Regions from separate parts of the Mus musculus genome. Here regions 1, 2, 3 and 5 are each linked to region 4. The links are chromatin contacts, called in public HiChIP or PLAC-seq and promoter capture Hi-C maps. All regions are on one chromosome and are shown on one strand. Each heading gives the region's core, a stretch centred on a gene start, on an enhancer-like site or on the middle of the called end of the contact. The rest is flanking DNA. Distances are from core to core; before and after follow the strand shown. Region 1 holds the start of Nup88 (nucleoporin 88). Region 2 holds the start of Gltpd2 (glycolipid transfer protein domain containing 2). Region 3 holds the start of 6330403K07Rik (RIKEN cDNA 6330403K07 gene). Region 4 holds the start of Pitpnm3 (PITPNM family member 3). Region 5 holds the start of Haspin (histone H3 associated protein kinase).

Region 1 (2,700 bases), core at 98-2,597, 1.2 Mb before region 4:
CAGTAGGCGCTACTTGAGATTTTTCTTCTGTGTTCCTGGCCTCAAGCAGACTCTTGATACCCAGTAAATACATAAACTCGGAAGTATCAACAGATTACCATCTTATAACTGTACTGTAGAGAAAGGAAGAGCTTCAGGCCAAGTGTAAAGGTTCACGCCTTTATTCCCAGCACCAGATAAGGTGCAGGTGGCTCTGTTTGAGCTCCAGGTCACCCAAGGTCACAGGTAAGGCCCTAGATTACCTTCAAGCGCCTTGCAGCAAGCAGTACTGCTTCATCTACGTGGACTTAATATAAAAGAGTGATAGTTTAAGGGAGTTTCAATAATTTGTCATAGCATCATATAGCCTCAAAAATACTCTCACCCTGGTACTTCCTATTTCTTTTCTCATGACCATTTTAGATTTCTAATTTCTTTTTATTATTCGTAAATAATGATGAGACCATCAATATATTATTTACCTTAGTATGGAGAATTATACTAAGCCAAAAATCCTTTTAAATAAGGATTTCTTTTGAATATAATAATATTTCTAATTGCTTTTAAATCTGTAGGCCCATGTCTTTAAATGCCTGTTGTAGAACTGGGCAGTGGCAGCACATGGCTTAATCCTAGCTCTGATCAGGATCCTCCAGATCTCTGTTAATGAGGTCAGCCTGCTCTACAGAGTGCGTTCCAGAACAACCAGGGCTGTTAACCCTGTCTCAACAAACCCCTCCACCCCCACCGAAGCAAATCACAGATATTACGGAGCTTGTGCATGCTCTAGGTTTATGTCAGGTGCTGGACACACACACAGGCCTAGCCTCTGTTTTGGTGTTTATAAATGACTTAGACCCGTAATCTCAACACTCAGAGACTGGGGCAGGAGTTCCTGGCTAGCCTGGGCTACATAGTGATTCCAGACCAGATTGAGCTACAAAGCGGGGTCATTCCACTCGAAGTGGGGCGTTCCCAAAAGACGCCAGCCCAGGTCCGCCAACGAACCAAAAGGCTGATTGCTTTCACGATGGACCGGCGCACCTGATACTGGGAGAGAGGAGGCTCCACGCCACCACCGCTGGGGCCTCGAAGGCGAACCACCAAGAAGGCGCTGCCTTCTGCGTCCCACAGAAACAGTTCCCCTCCGAGGCCGAAGACCAGGTTTCTCGTCGGCAAATGCGGCGGCAGAGACGGGCACGAGGGTGAAGTCGAAGCCGCTGGCTTCTCCGCTTCGGCTGGACTCTGGTTTCTTACGCCCTCGCGGAGCCGCAAGAACACGACGTGGTTAGGAAGCCAGCTCTGCCACAGCTCCCCATCGCCCAAGGGCCCCACGGCAGCCGCCATCTTGAACTAACAGCTCAGGATTGAGGGGCGGGAGGAAACGAAGCCCGCTGCTGTGCGTAGCCAATCCGCGGCCAGCACTTCACAGCTTCAGCCTATCAAAGTGTAGGAATCTCGAGAAGTTGGCCCAATAAGAAAGAATCGCTAGAGGATAGACAGGGCCGCGGGTTGAAGCCAAGGTGGGCGGGGCGGGGCGGGGCGGAGTGGAGTGTAAGGATCGCTTTGGGGCTGCTGCTGGGCCAGTGAGGGGGTAGCGTTAAGGATGAGAGATGTGTGTCTGATTGTCTACTGGACAACTTCCTCTGGGTAAACCCAGAACTTTCTCTCAAGATTCACCTCCCTCAGCCCGGGTGGTGTTTACTTCTCAACTGTCACTGCTTCATCTATCCTCGGATTCCCCTAAATCTGTCACTGTGAGGGGATAGAAACTAGATACAATTCCAAGAAAGCCCGGCGGCCTGAAGTACAGACAGACTGCGCCGAGACTACAACTTCCAGAATCCTTTGCGCGCGGCTAAGGGGCGGTGATTTGGGCGCTGTTTCCCGCTAAGGGAGGAGATGGCAGAGTCCTCGGGGTCTCCGCACCGCTTGTTGTACAAGCAGGTGGGCTCGCCCCACTGGAAAGAAACTTTCAGGCAGGTGAGTGTGAAGTTTGGGTTGTCATCACTTCCCTAATCTTCCCAAGGACCTCTGTCCTCGGTGTGCTCGCTTCAGCACTGGTTGTGGAGCAGGTGCCCGGTGTGCCTGGCCAGCGAGGTGGATCTCTTGCTATAGGATTGGGTCCCGGCCGCCGCCCGGGCTGTTGGCCGGCGTAGGTGTTATGCTATCCTAGGATTCGACTTTGTTTCATATTTTAAGAGTCATGACAGCAGTAGCAACACCACCACCTAACGTTCGGTTACAGAGGGAAGCACTCCGTATGTATACGTCACGTGAGATAGAAGTTATTTCTCTCCTGAAGAACATCAGACACGGTTAGGAGAGTTGAACTTAAGCTCCGCCTTCTTCCGAACTCAAGTAGTTCCTTCTAAGAAGCAGCTTATCTCCCTGTTCAGCAGTCTCAAAAGGGTGGGTGTATTCCAGAAGAACCACCCAGAAAAACAATCTTCATGCTGAACATGTTGTGTGGAGTAGTGTTTCTCAACAGTGAGTGCTGACGTTTCGAAGGAGAACGTTCTATTATGGGAGGTGGTTCTGTACAATGTAGAACACTTAGATGCAGCAGCCTTGGTCTCTCCACCTACTAAATGGCACCAGTCAGTAGCAGTTCTTCAAGCAGAGCTGTGACAACCACTTGGGAACAAAAACTGTCCCGAGTTGGGGGTGGAGAGATGGCTCAAGAGTCCTTATGTTTCAGTAGCAGACCCGATGGCTGTA
Region 2 (2,700 bases), core at 97-2,596, 1.6 Mb before region 4:
TTCCCTAGGACTTTAGTTCTCAGAGCACAAACTCCTCAAAGTCTGCCTGGGCACGCACCATGTGTGGATTTGGGTGCTTTTCTAAGTTTCTTGGAATAAAGATTAACAGGGGTTCTGGATAGCCATTTCTTGTTAGAGTCTGTATTACAGGGAAACCTACAATGGTATGTCAGATGCTGGGCCTAAACATTATCACTAGAGTTGGAGTGTCCCTTTTTATAAAGCATGTTAAGACAGAGTCTAGATAAGTTATCCAGGCTGGCCTTGAACTTTTGATATTCCTATCTCAGCCTCCCAAATACCTAAGGTTACATGAAGACCTGAGCTACTGTGCCCAGCTATGAAAATACTTTTGTATTCTGGGGGTCTAGTGTAGGGCCTGCCATAGGAAAGTAATGACTGATTTAATGAATGAAACGCTAAAGTGAAGCTCAAAAAATTAAATTATAATGTCCAAGAATCACTGATGGAAGGCCCCAGACTCAAATAGTGTGCAAAGGCAAAGAGCGTCTATTCTGCAGAAATTACCAGCATGCAGGGGTCACAACAAAATGGCAATGACTTGAGGGGCTTGCAAGACATCCTTTTAGGCAGGTCTAGGGGAATTTCCCAGAAGGACTAGGTAACCTCTAATATGATTGGTAAGGGTCAAAGCAGTAACATTAGTACCATTTTCATTAGGTGCTAGGTTAGTTCTATTATAATTGGTGAGACCCTGAAGATTTTTGGAAGCCAGCTCAGTTCTGGCTTTGTTATCTTCTTCAGCCAGGAGTCTCACAAGCAGACTCAGCTACAGCCTTATCCTCCCTAACTCAGGCCATCATTGGCTAAAGGTTCTTTGTCAGTGGCTCCTTCAGAGAAGCCCAGTAAGCTTCCTGGGGAATTGAAATTTTTATTCCCAAGGTTTCCAGACCTCTCGGCAAGAATGTAAAAAAAAAAAAAAGAGAGAGAGAGAGCCTAAAGCCCCATCCTCGAGCCTTAACAAGTAAGACGTATTGGGCAACTGTGGTCAGCTTTCCACTTGGAATGCTTTCACATGCGTTATCAATTGATCCTCACATGAGATTTACAAAGGCCCATTATCTGCAGCTTACAGTGGATTCGTGTCCAGATTTAAGGAGAACCCACAAGACGCTGCCTCTTACGACAAGCTAGCCCCACAGGTAAAGGCAATGCAGAGACAGGTCACATATTATGTCCCCCAAATCGTCATTATGTCTCTCACCCTAGGATCTGACCTCTAGGGCAAAGGACACAAGGGAGGGGTCCTTAATAGATTAATTATTAACTCTCTGCACCTCTGGACACCACGGGAAGGGAAAGGCCACCAACTAGCTAGGTGAGGTGCACCAGCGATGGTCATGGGGGTCTCACTGTCCCCAGCCCTGGGACGCTGGTTCCGCCATGCAATTCCCTTCGCTATCTTAACGCTGTTACTTCTTTACATCAGTATATGGTTCTTCTATGAGTGGCCCTTCCCCTTACCAGCTCAGAGAACCCAGCAGTCCGGCCTGCGGGGACTCAAACTCCCTTCTCCTTCTCCAGTCCTCGGCTCCCTGCTTAGTTTCCCGGCAGGGGTGCAGTCCTGCAATCCAGAGAGACCGCTACCTTCCCAGGTATGTTTGAGTTTTAAGGCCAGAGTCTGGGGACTCTGCAACAAAGAAACAGGGGAACCAGACTGAGAATCGAATGAAAGGAGGCTCCTCCCTCTCTGTTCCCTCCCCCCTTCAGATGTCAAGAATAACCAGGAGGAACCCCAGCTAAACCTGAGGGACATTCTTCAGGGCCCAACAGTGGCTAAGTAGGCCTAGCAGGCTAGGAACTTTTCATGTATCTCTTATATCTATCTCCCAGACTGGCCCAGCGGCCAGACCCCTAGTGGTCCCAGAGAAGGAAGAGCTTCCCTGTCTAGGGCCTCATGGGGCGCTGGGTCGCATGGTGAGCCCCTTCCTGGCCTGTATGAGCCCTGAAGGGGATGTGGCGTTGTCTCAGTATCTGGCAGGATGGAGAGAACTACTTAGGTGAGTGGTCTCCCTTCCCCAAGCCCATCTTCCTCCAAATGATTCTGTGGTTTCGCAAGTCATCTCCCCACTTCCACCACCAAACAGGTTCCTAACTCCCCTTGGCACTGTCTTCGCCTTTGCCACCAGCGAGGCCTTCAACAAGGTGACCGACCTCGAGGCTCGTGTGCACGGCCCCAATGCTTCACACTACACATCGCTGATGACTATGATCACATGGGAGCGGGGAGCAGGATTGCTACAGCGCCCGGGAACCGAACCTGGGCATTCAGCCGGGTCCTCGGGCTCTCGAACGCTACTTTTGTTGCATCGCGCGCTGCGCTGGTCCCAGCTCTGCCTCCACAGGGTGGCGACAGGGACGCTTGGAGGTCCAGATGCGGGCACGCAGTGCGGGGAAGCCTACAGCACCGCCCTGGCCCCGCACCATCCATGGCTTATCCGTCAGGCCGCTCGCCTGGCGATCTTGGCCCTCCCGAGTCGCGGTCGCCTGCTCCAGCTGGCGTGTCCCGGAACAGGAGAGGCGGACGCGCGGGTTGCTCTGGCCCGGGCCGCCGGCGTCCTGGAGGATGTGTACAATCGTACCCAGGGCCTGCTGGCCGGCCACGGCCTGCTCCAGCTGGCTTGATGGCCGCGGCATCAAGAGACCGACCAGAAAGGCATTTCTGGGAAGGGATGTACA
Region 3 (2,700 bases), core at 115-2,614, 1.1 Mb before region 4:
GGCCGCAGCAAAGGAAAGCCCTCAGTCTCATCTCATGGAACACACGAATTCTATCTAGGCCTCCATCTCTGAAGACTTGTGGTCTACTTTTCCACACAGTCCAAAAACCCATCTTGAGCGTTGACTCTCTGGTGGTCAGTTCTGGTAACCACAAAACCTGAAATGGCAAAAATACACAGCCCGCGTCAGCCCCAACTCCTGGTGGGTCAGAATCATCTTGACAAAACGCCACTCACCTCCTCCAGCAGCCAGCCATATCCGCTGCTCTCCCAGGTCCGCCAGCTTGGTGCTCAGAGTCCTAACCAAAAGAACTAGGCACAACTGGCTCATCCCGGTGTGACGCAGCATCATGAGGCTCCAGCACTCCGAGCCAGGGTGCTGATTCTCCTTGCGGTACCTTCTCAGGGAGGCCGCAGACTCGGGTCTGGTTCATCCTTTAAACAACAGAAGGCTGGACTCTGCTCTACAAACACCAAAATGCTAGGCCCTCACGTCACAAAGTGGTAGGATACAGAGACATCCTAATTACAAACTGGGTTCAATTCAATCCAGGATTATACTAATTGCACTCAATGTACGGGTGCAAGCAGCACAGCTATTTCATTGCCTGCAGCGACTCTGGACCGTCTGATGAACAGTTAGACAAAGCGACAACAAAGAAAAGAAGCATCGAATGCTAGATGAAGGGGGTGCAGCGCGTTTCCGAAACAAAAGGCTACGCTTCTCATTCCTCTCCCCTCCCCTCCCCTCGACTCTGCGCCCACCCCGTCGGGGCCCTGGCCACTTAGGCAAGCTGCAAATGGATATAGGTGAAGATGCAGGAGGTGATGGAGAAGGCGATGGCCGCGTAGATGAAGATGGAGAGGTGCGGGAAGTGGTCAAGGTAGCAGCCCTCTTCCACTGGAGGCTCTTCTTCCTTGGGCTCTGGACGCACGGCGGCCTTTCGGGACAGCCCAGCGCGGGTCCCCGGAGCCCTCCCACTCAAACGCCGACCAGATTTCCTGCCAGCCGAGGATGCAGACTTAGGTGCACGCGCAGTGTGGCCCTCCTCCAGGGGAGGCTTATCGAACAGGCCCTCGTACTCAGGGTCAGAATCGAAATACATCTGCTCTGGACCCCAGGGCTTGCGCGAAAAGGGACCTTTAGCCATGGGCGCAGAGCACGGGCAGATAAGCTGCTGAGACTAAGAGGCGAAGTCCCTGCTGGGTCGCAGTGCAGTGGGCGGTGGCCCGGACTGCAGCAGTATTTCTATACCCTGGGTGGGTGGGGGTGATAGGGGCGGAGCCAGCAGAGCAGGGGGCCTCTACCGGGTCCGGGGCCTCTCTGCCCAGAACACTCTTTCTCTGGCTCCTCCTTTCCGCCCACAGCCTGTTGCAGAGGTTGGCCAGCCAGTTTCTAGCACCTTGCAAGTCTTGGCGCAGCAAAGTCTATCTCCATAGCAACGAGACTGTCTTGCGGGGGGGGGGGGGGGGAGGGGAGAAGGAGGCGAGAGACATTGGGATCTCTCAGCTAGTAAGGGGGACTTGGCAGTCTGGAAGCAGAAATGCAGGGGGCAAAGCTCCAAGCTGTGTGCAGAGCTTCCCCCAGGGTTTTGTTTCTAGTTTTAAAGACATGAATAATGTAAGAGCTTAAAATTTGATGGGCATACAAACACATTTAATGAGATGGCGCACAAATGCGCAGTTTTATAACCGAAGGACATTGCATTGCTGTCTGAAAGCCTCGTACATGAAAATCAGCGAAGAAAGGCCAACTGACAAACTGTTAGCCACTTACTCGATAATTATTGTCTTTCCCTCACTAACTCCTGATCCCTTTCTGGCTCCAGCATGTATGTTTGTGTAATGCATGAAAAAACTAACAGTCTTGTAGAAAACAACAACAACAACAACAACAACAACAACAACAACTGACACAGGAAACTTAGCTATGTACGAGCTTAGGAGACTGAGGTAGAAGATCAGTAGTTTCCATCCAGCCTGGATGTCTAATGAGGCTCTGACTCAAAAGACAAAACCAAACAAAACAATCTAACAAAAACAACATCACTCTGGGCGTGGTGACGCATGTCTTTAATCCCAGCACTTGGGAGGCAGAGGCAGGCGGATTTCTGAGTTCGAGGCCAGCCTGGTCTACAGTGAGTTCCAGGACAGCCAGGGATACACAGAGAAACCCTGCCTCAAAGAAAAACCAAACCAAACCACACAAACCAAACAAAAAAACAAAACAAAAAACCCCTCAGAACATCACAACAAAACTCTCACCAACCCAGGGTCCGGAAGTAACAGAGGCAGACTTCCCTTTCCCTCCCTCTGCCTCTCTCCTCTCACTGCTATCTATATCGCACATTTCCACACTCCTCATCTGCTCCTAGTCTTCAGTGCATCTCACACGTGATTGGAAACCAATCTCAGGGAGCAGCAAGGTGGCTCAGTAGGTTAAAGGCGCTTGCCTCCAAGCCCGAGAGCCTGAATTTGATGCCTGAGAGTCACATGATAGGAGGAGAGAACTGATGTCTACAAATTACCCCCTGAACTTCTCTCCTATGCTCTGCGATGTGCATGTGCTCACATATTATACATTAAACATACGTGTACACACTGAGTATTTTTTAAAGTGTTGAATAAAACAGGAAAAAGAATCAATTTCAGAAAGGAAAAAAAAAAGAAAAAAAAAAAACTACTCCAAAGAAAAAAATAG
Region 4 (2,744 bases), core at 8-2,507:
CCAGGGTCGCAGGCAGTTCAATGGCACTCACATCTAGAGTGCGGGCAGGTGGTCATGTTCATTCCATCTTTGCCATGCCTATGGGTGGAGAAGTGGGGTTCACACCAGGCCCCACGGGGATGGCATGGCACCTGCCAACGTCACAGGCTGGGAGTGAGTTCATGGCAGATTCTCACACGCCAGAGCTCCCAAGCTCAGGACTGTTGAGACCAGCCTCATCCATTTGTGGCCAGCCCTATGAACACTGGCTTTCCTCAACTTGGCCTTTTAGGGCACTGTAGGGGTCCAGGGCACAGAGTGGGGAGTCCGGGGCTAAACCTGGTCCCCTCCAGGTCCTAACCAACTCACAGGGCCTGACATCAGAGCAGATGCTGGTGAATGAACGCCTGACTGGATGAATGAAGGGACGACTAACACCTACTCCCTGGGATCCTTGGGCTACAGCTCTGAGCTTGCAGGAGAGCCGAGCCCATGGGACCCCAACAGAGGCCCCGCCTGCCTAGCCCGGCACCTGAGGCTCTGCCTCTGGGTCAGGTGGGAGGCGGGGAGGCTCCCCAGCCATAGTGTACCCCTCCAGCGACGGGACCAGTAATCTGGGTCTCTTAACCCAGCTGGTGGCAGGGGCGGGGGACTGTCGCATCCAAGATAGAGAGTGACAGGACAAGGGGGCGCGTCCTGGTTTGTTGGGGCGTGGGATGGATCAGCGACCGCGGGACATCCCCTTTGGGTTCCGGTGCCGGGGTCTACTCCCCCGGTCTCCCGGAGGGCAGCGACAGCTCCGAACTGCCGACTGGACTGAGGAGCCGTGGACCTGACCCAGTGCAGCGGGGCAAGCGGGATGCGGTGTCCCACGAGGTGACTGGGGGCGCGGGAAGGACGCAGGGCGCGCGGAGCCCCTTATGCACGCCCCGGGGTCCGGGCGGGTCGCCGCGGTCACTGTGCCTCCGCCCACCTGGTTGGGGGGCTCACCTGGGCCGAGCGATCCCTCCCGCCACCCGCCGAGCGCCCCGCGCCGCGCTCACCTGCGCTGCCCGCCTTGGCCATGTCCCGGGCGGCGGGCTCCGCTGTGCTGCCGGCGCTGCTCGCTCCCGGCCGGGCCCCGGCGCCTTCGGCCGGAGCGGACTCTCCGGGCGCCGCGCCCCGCGCCCCCGCCCCGCTCGCTCGGCCGCCTCCACCGCAACCGCCGCCGCCTCGCCGCTCCCTCCCGCTCCCTTAAAGGAGCCGAGCGGCGACCGCGCCGCCCCCCCTCCGCGCCGCCGGGGAGGGACTGACGACGGAAGGCGCCCGACACCGCCCCCGCGGGCCCGCACCCCCGCCCGGAGCCGCGCGGCCACCGCAGCGCGCGGGAGGCGCAGCCCACTGATTGCGGCCACTGAGACCCCGACCCTCGCTGAAAGACAGACGTAGACAGACTCCGGATTACAGCTCGGAGACGCTGCGGGCCAGGCAGGGATGAAGACATGGACTGCGAGCCTGGGGCGCAGTGACCCTGAGACAAGGCACCAGAAAGAGGCGCTCCTAGGGCAGAAACACCCTTGGGAGAGAGAGAAATTCAAGGAAATCGGAGCTGGCTAGAGTCTGTGAGGACAGGGAGAGCAAGGAAGACCAGGACCCAGGAGACTGAGAAACCTAGAACGAAGTCTCGCAGAGATGAGAGGGGACTTCTCCATCAGCTCCCAACTCCAGGGATGCTGGATGCCTGCATCTGCTCTAGTCTCAAGAGAGGAAAGCTTTTGTCCTTTAGCACTAAAGGATCCGTTAAACCTGCAAACCCCACCTGCCAGTAAACGCTAAGCAGAGTTTGTGGGGAGCCTGGCAGAAAGCAGTGTGTCCCCCTAACACTTTCTCACAGAAGTGCTGACATTCTAATTAGCGGGCCTCCTGAGACATTTAAATTGTGGTTTCTGCCCACTGCAGTCAGGGGATCCACAGGAGATGGTCAGTCGTTTTAGATGGGGCCTAGAAGGTAGGGTCCTGGAGAGAGCAGTCGGCTCCCTAGCTCAGTTCCAGGCGAGGCCACTTCCTCCCTGCTGACGGTTAGGGTGAGGGCTAGGCTCCTTAGAGGACTGTTGGGCCTTCCCTGAAGCCTGTTTTTCTCCCACAGTCTGCAGCCAAGCACCCACACTGGGCACTAGACAGTTCCACCCCTAGGCCAGCCAGGACTTAAGTGCCCCATCCACTGCCCCATAGAAACAAAGCACACAAGGGGCCTCTACGGGACACACCCATTTCTGGGCTTTGACTCCTTCAGCCTATCCAGGTTAATCAGCCTTACACTCCCTCTTTAGTCTATCAAAGGCTCAGCCTCAGGCAAGAGTCTTCCCGAAACTTTTGCACAGAGCTAGCAGCAACAAAGTTCTTCACCTCAGCGAAAGGAAGTCTGTATCGCCTACTCATGGACCTCTCCCTGCTTTCTGATGCCTCATCTACCAAACCAGGCTTTCCTAGGGTCCTCTGTGCAGACCGAACAACGTGCCTTCACTCACGACAGCTAGCTAGCATGCTTTGACAAAGATTCTCCATCTTAGTTTTAGCTATGACTGTCTCACCTCTCAAAAAACCCTTTAGTCCCAAGGACTCCAGAGTGGGACAGCAACACATCTTGTAGACATGGAAGTTCAGAAGCCCCAAAGTCCTGGATCCAAAGCTGTTCACCATCTCAGGCCACTGGCTACTAGCAGGGAGGGCACGGATACCACCTTTCTACCTCTAACTCTGGAGTGCTCCCCCATATTGGAACTGCA
Region 5 (2,700 bases), core at 129-2,628, 1.0 Mb after region 4:
CCTTCCCCAATCTTCTCACACCGTTCCAGTTTTTCCGTGGAAAGGCAATCACTAAAGGGGATGGGCCCTTCCTGATTACACTCCCCATAAACCTTTTCAGCATAAGATGGCCTTTGGTCTGTGACATGCAGGGTCTTTAAGGGACTTAGCAAATACACAGAAGAGCATCGAGAAGAAACAGTAAGGTGTGCTCTGTTCTTGATAGGAGGGGTCGAACATTCAGACAGGAGGGACCTGGAGGAAGAACTGGCAACAGAACTGCATACCTCTATCACACTGGTTATAATTTTCTTCTTGTGGAAACCGAAGGAGGCTCTGGTTTTGGTCCAAGAATCCCTCTGGCTAGTATTCAAGTTCCATAAGGAGACTGACGCTTTCCTTTTCTTCTTAGATTGGTGGTAGTGGCGGGGAGGGGTTCCCGTTGCTTCTTGCTGTTTCCTCTTCCGGAGTGGCCCAGTTCTCTTAGGCCTGCTGATTTCCCCTGGTACACGAAGGTCTTTGCAAGCACTGGACTCCTCATAGTCTCTCTGGTCGACTCCTTGGGACACAACCTTTTTACACGCGGCCTTTCTCTTTCCCGGGCTTGTCAGATCAGGGTCCGTTAGTCTGTTTCCCATCTGCTGTCTTCTTTCACAACACGATTCCTTCACATTCTCCCCATCTGTCCCAAACTTGTTCTCTTCTGTGGCCCCTGAGTTCACAAGGCTAAAGAGAGATGACCTGAAGCTGGCTTCGGCTCGGAGGGCCCTCCCGGTGTACCTGTCACCGGTTGCTGCCACCTGGGGGCAGGGCACAGACGGTTCACTTAGGGAGGCTGCCGGCAAGTGGAAGCTCCCGGGGACTGCAGAGTCAGCATACAAAGGGTCGGGGGCTCCGGGCGAGGCCGGAGAGCTGAAGAGGGAGGCACTGGTGCCCAGCTCGTTGCTGTCCCTGGACTGGATGCACACACTGTGGTCCGACCCGAGGCAGCCCGGGCTGCAGTTGGGGAAAGGTGGCGGTCGCAGCCGGCTGCACGGGGTGCTGCACTTCTGCGGGAGCCGAGGTCGCAGCCTTTGGACTCTTGGAGTGTTTGTCAGGGTCCGCTGGTTCCGGGAGCCGCTGCCCCGAGGACGCCTCCGCCGCTGGCCCACGAGGCTGCCGGGGAAGTCGGGGTCGTCCGGGTCGTCGGAAGCGACAGCCGGCGACTCGTTACTGTCGCTGAGGCTGCTGCTGAAGGCGCGCTTCAGGTTCGGCGGCTGGAACCATTGCTCAGCCAGCCCGCCAGGCTGCCGCTGCGACCCCCGGACGCCCCTCGCCGCGTACGTTCGAAAGAGCCGGGTACCCGACCGCGGGTGAGCCTGTGCCATAGCGAGCGCCCGCCCGGCGTTTCAAACAGAAACACCGCGAGACTGCGGCGAGCGCGCGAGCGCCCGTCGGCCCGCTGGGTCCTAGCGCCGGCCCTCGGCTGCGCAGCCTGCCTGACCTCCCGGAAGCCGGCAGGGGGCAGATGCCTAGCGGGACTTGGAGCTCAGGGTGGCTCAGCAAAGGCTCTCTTTTCAGGACCACACTGAGTGCACCCAGAGTCAAGAGCCTGCGTGTGGAAGCGATCCTGTGCAGGTGAGCGAAGTCGTCTCAAGAGCCCGAGAGAGGGATGTGGAGAGCCTCTTGAGAGGGTGACTGCTTCTGCAGTGTTCTTTCTGAGACTTTCAGCCTCTCTGGTCCTGTTTGCCAGGATAACTGACACTTGGCTTGGGCGAAGGGGACTTGCTCAAATGTCTGCTCTGGGACCTTGGATGCCCTATCTTAGATATTCAGATTTTCAATCCTAAAACACGAAAAGGGAGTAAGCAGACTCACCTTTTGCTTTTGCAGCATGTAAAAGAATGGCATTCAGTGGTCTGTGCTATCACATCTAATAAAGAAAATGTAACCGTGGCCGCAGAGATCTCCGTGGGCCACACTAAGCAGGTACTTGAGACTGAGAGACTGCAGATTGGGTCGTCCAATCCTAGAGGACCTATCCTCTAAGAAAGGATAATAGCATCTGAAAGGTGCCGTTCAAAATAGATCATTTGATTGGCCTGTCTCAAACAGCTCTTAGCAAGTTACTTAGTAGGGATTTTAATCTTTTTCCATACTAAGACATGTTGGAATGACCTGTGATTACCTCTTTGTTTCATCCCCAAGTGTATCCCAGCAGCAAACCCTGCCATCCCACCTTCAGAATACATATGAAATCACTTCTCTCTGTCTCTATTGATGTGGCTGTAATTTAGGTCACCGTCTCTGGCCTGTTGCATAACCTTGGACATGCCCTCTTTGTCTTGGCTTCCCCCCTAACCAGTACAAATAGTTCTTCAAGAGCTGGAGGGCCAGGCGTGGTGGCACACACCTTTAATCCCAGCACTCAGGAGGCAGAGGCAGGCGGATTTCTGAGTTCAAGGCCAGCCTGGTCTTCAAAGTGAGTTCCAGGATAGCCAGGGCTATTACAGAGAAACCCTGTCTCGAAAAAAACCAAAAAAAAAAAAAAAAAAAAGAGCTGGAGAGGTGGCTCAGCAGTTCAGAGCATGCGCTCTTACAGAGGATATGTTGCTTCGGCTCCTAGCACTCAAGTTGGGCAGCTCACAACTACTTGGGACTCCAGCTGTTGGAGGATCTAACTTCCTCTCTTGGTCTCCATGCATATGTGCACATACATGCACACTTATTTTTTCTAAATTG

What was found. Promoter capture Hi-C pulls out the DNA fragments that hold promoters and counts their contacts. HiChIP or PLAC-seq counts read pairs in DNA pulled down with a chosen protein or histone mark.
Region 1: an H3K4me3 HiChIP or PLAC-seq map of embryonic forebrain shows a contact between it and region 4, with 6 times the contacts expected there. The contact joins the promoter of Nup88 here to the promoter of Pitpnm3 in region 4. A contact is called at or near these places in 2 of 39 promoter capture datasets (cranial neural crest and hippocampal neurons) and 1 of 115 datasets of contacts at active chromatin or transcription factors (embryonic forebrain).
Region 2: a promoter capture Hi-C map of embryonic stem cells shows a contact between it and region 4, with 5 times the contacts expected there. The contact joins the promoter of Gltpd2 here to the promoter of Pitpnm3 in region 4. A contact is called at or near these places in 2 of 39 promoter capture datasets (embryonic stem cells and frontonasal cranial neural crest).
Region 3: a contact with region 4 is called in a promoter capture Hi-C map of hippocampal neurons, with 7 times the contacts expected there. The contact joins the promoter of 6330403K07Rik here to the promoter of Pitpnm3 in region 4. A contact is called at or near these places in 3 of 39 promoter capture datasets (embryonic stem cells and hippocampal neurons), 2 of 115 datasets of contacts at active chromatin or transcription factors (embryonic hindbrain and stem cell-derived neural progenitor cells) and 1 of 9 other capture datasets (embryonic stem cells).
Region 5: a contact with region 4 is called in a FOXA1 HiChIP or PLAC-seq map of pancreatic cancer cells. The contact joins the promoter of Haspin here to the promoter of Pitpnm3 in region 4. A contact is called at or near these places in 1 of 39 promoter capture datasets (pre-B cells) and 1 of 115 datasets of contacts at active chromatin or transcription factors (pancreatic cancer cells).

Annotation. Positions count from the first base shown.
Region 1 is chr11:70,968,626-70,971,325 of GRCm38.p6, forward strand. Nup88 (nucleoporin 88) reads right to left here and starts at 1,348. Exons shown (of 17, transcript NM_172394.3): 1 at 1,024-1,348. The coding sequence starts at 1,326. Rpain (RPA interacting protein) reads left to right here and starts at 1,574. Exons shown (of 7, transcript NM_027186.3): 1 at 1,574-1,962. The coding sequence starts at 1,882.
Region 2 is chr11:70,517,863-70,520,562 of GRCm38.p6, forward strand. Gltpd2 (glycolipid transfer protein domain containing 2) reads left to right here and starts at 1,347. Exons shown (of 3, transcript NM_146020.1): 1 at 1,347-1,616; 2 at 1,855-2,021; 3 at 2,109-2,700. The coding sequence starts at 1,356. The coding sequence ends at 2,646.
Region 3 is chr11:71,032,253-71,034,952 of GRCm38.p6, forward strand. 6330403K07Rik (RIKEN cDNA 6330403K07 gene) reads right to left here and starts at 1,365. Exons shown (of 2, transcript NM_134022.2): 1 at 237-1,365; 2 at 1-157. The coding sequence starts at 1,150. The coding sequence ends at 785.
Region 4 is chr11:72,134,632-72,137,375 of GRCm38.p6, forward strand. Pitpnm3 (PITPNM family member 3) reads right to left here and starts at 1,258. Exons shown (of 20, transcript NM_001024927.2): 1 at 1,023-1,258. The coding sequence starts at 1,044.
Region 5 is chr11:73,136,916-73,139,615 of GRCm38.p6, forward strand. Haspin (histone H3 associated protein kinase) reads right to left here and starts at 1,379. Exons shown (of 1, transcript NM_010353.2): 1 at 1-1,379. The coding sequence starts at 1,346. Itgae (integrin alpha E, epithelial-associated) reads left to right here. Exons shown (of 31, transcript NM_008399.3): 27 at 1,540-1,596; 28 at 1,852-1,947.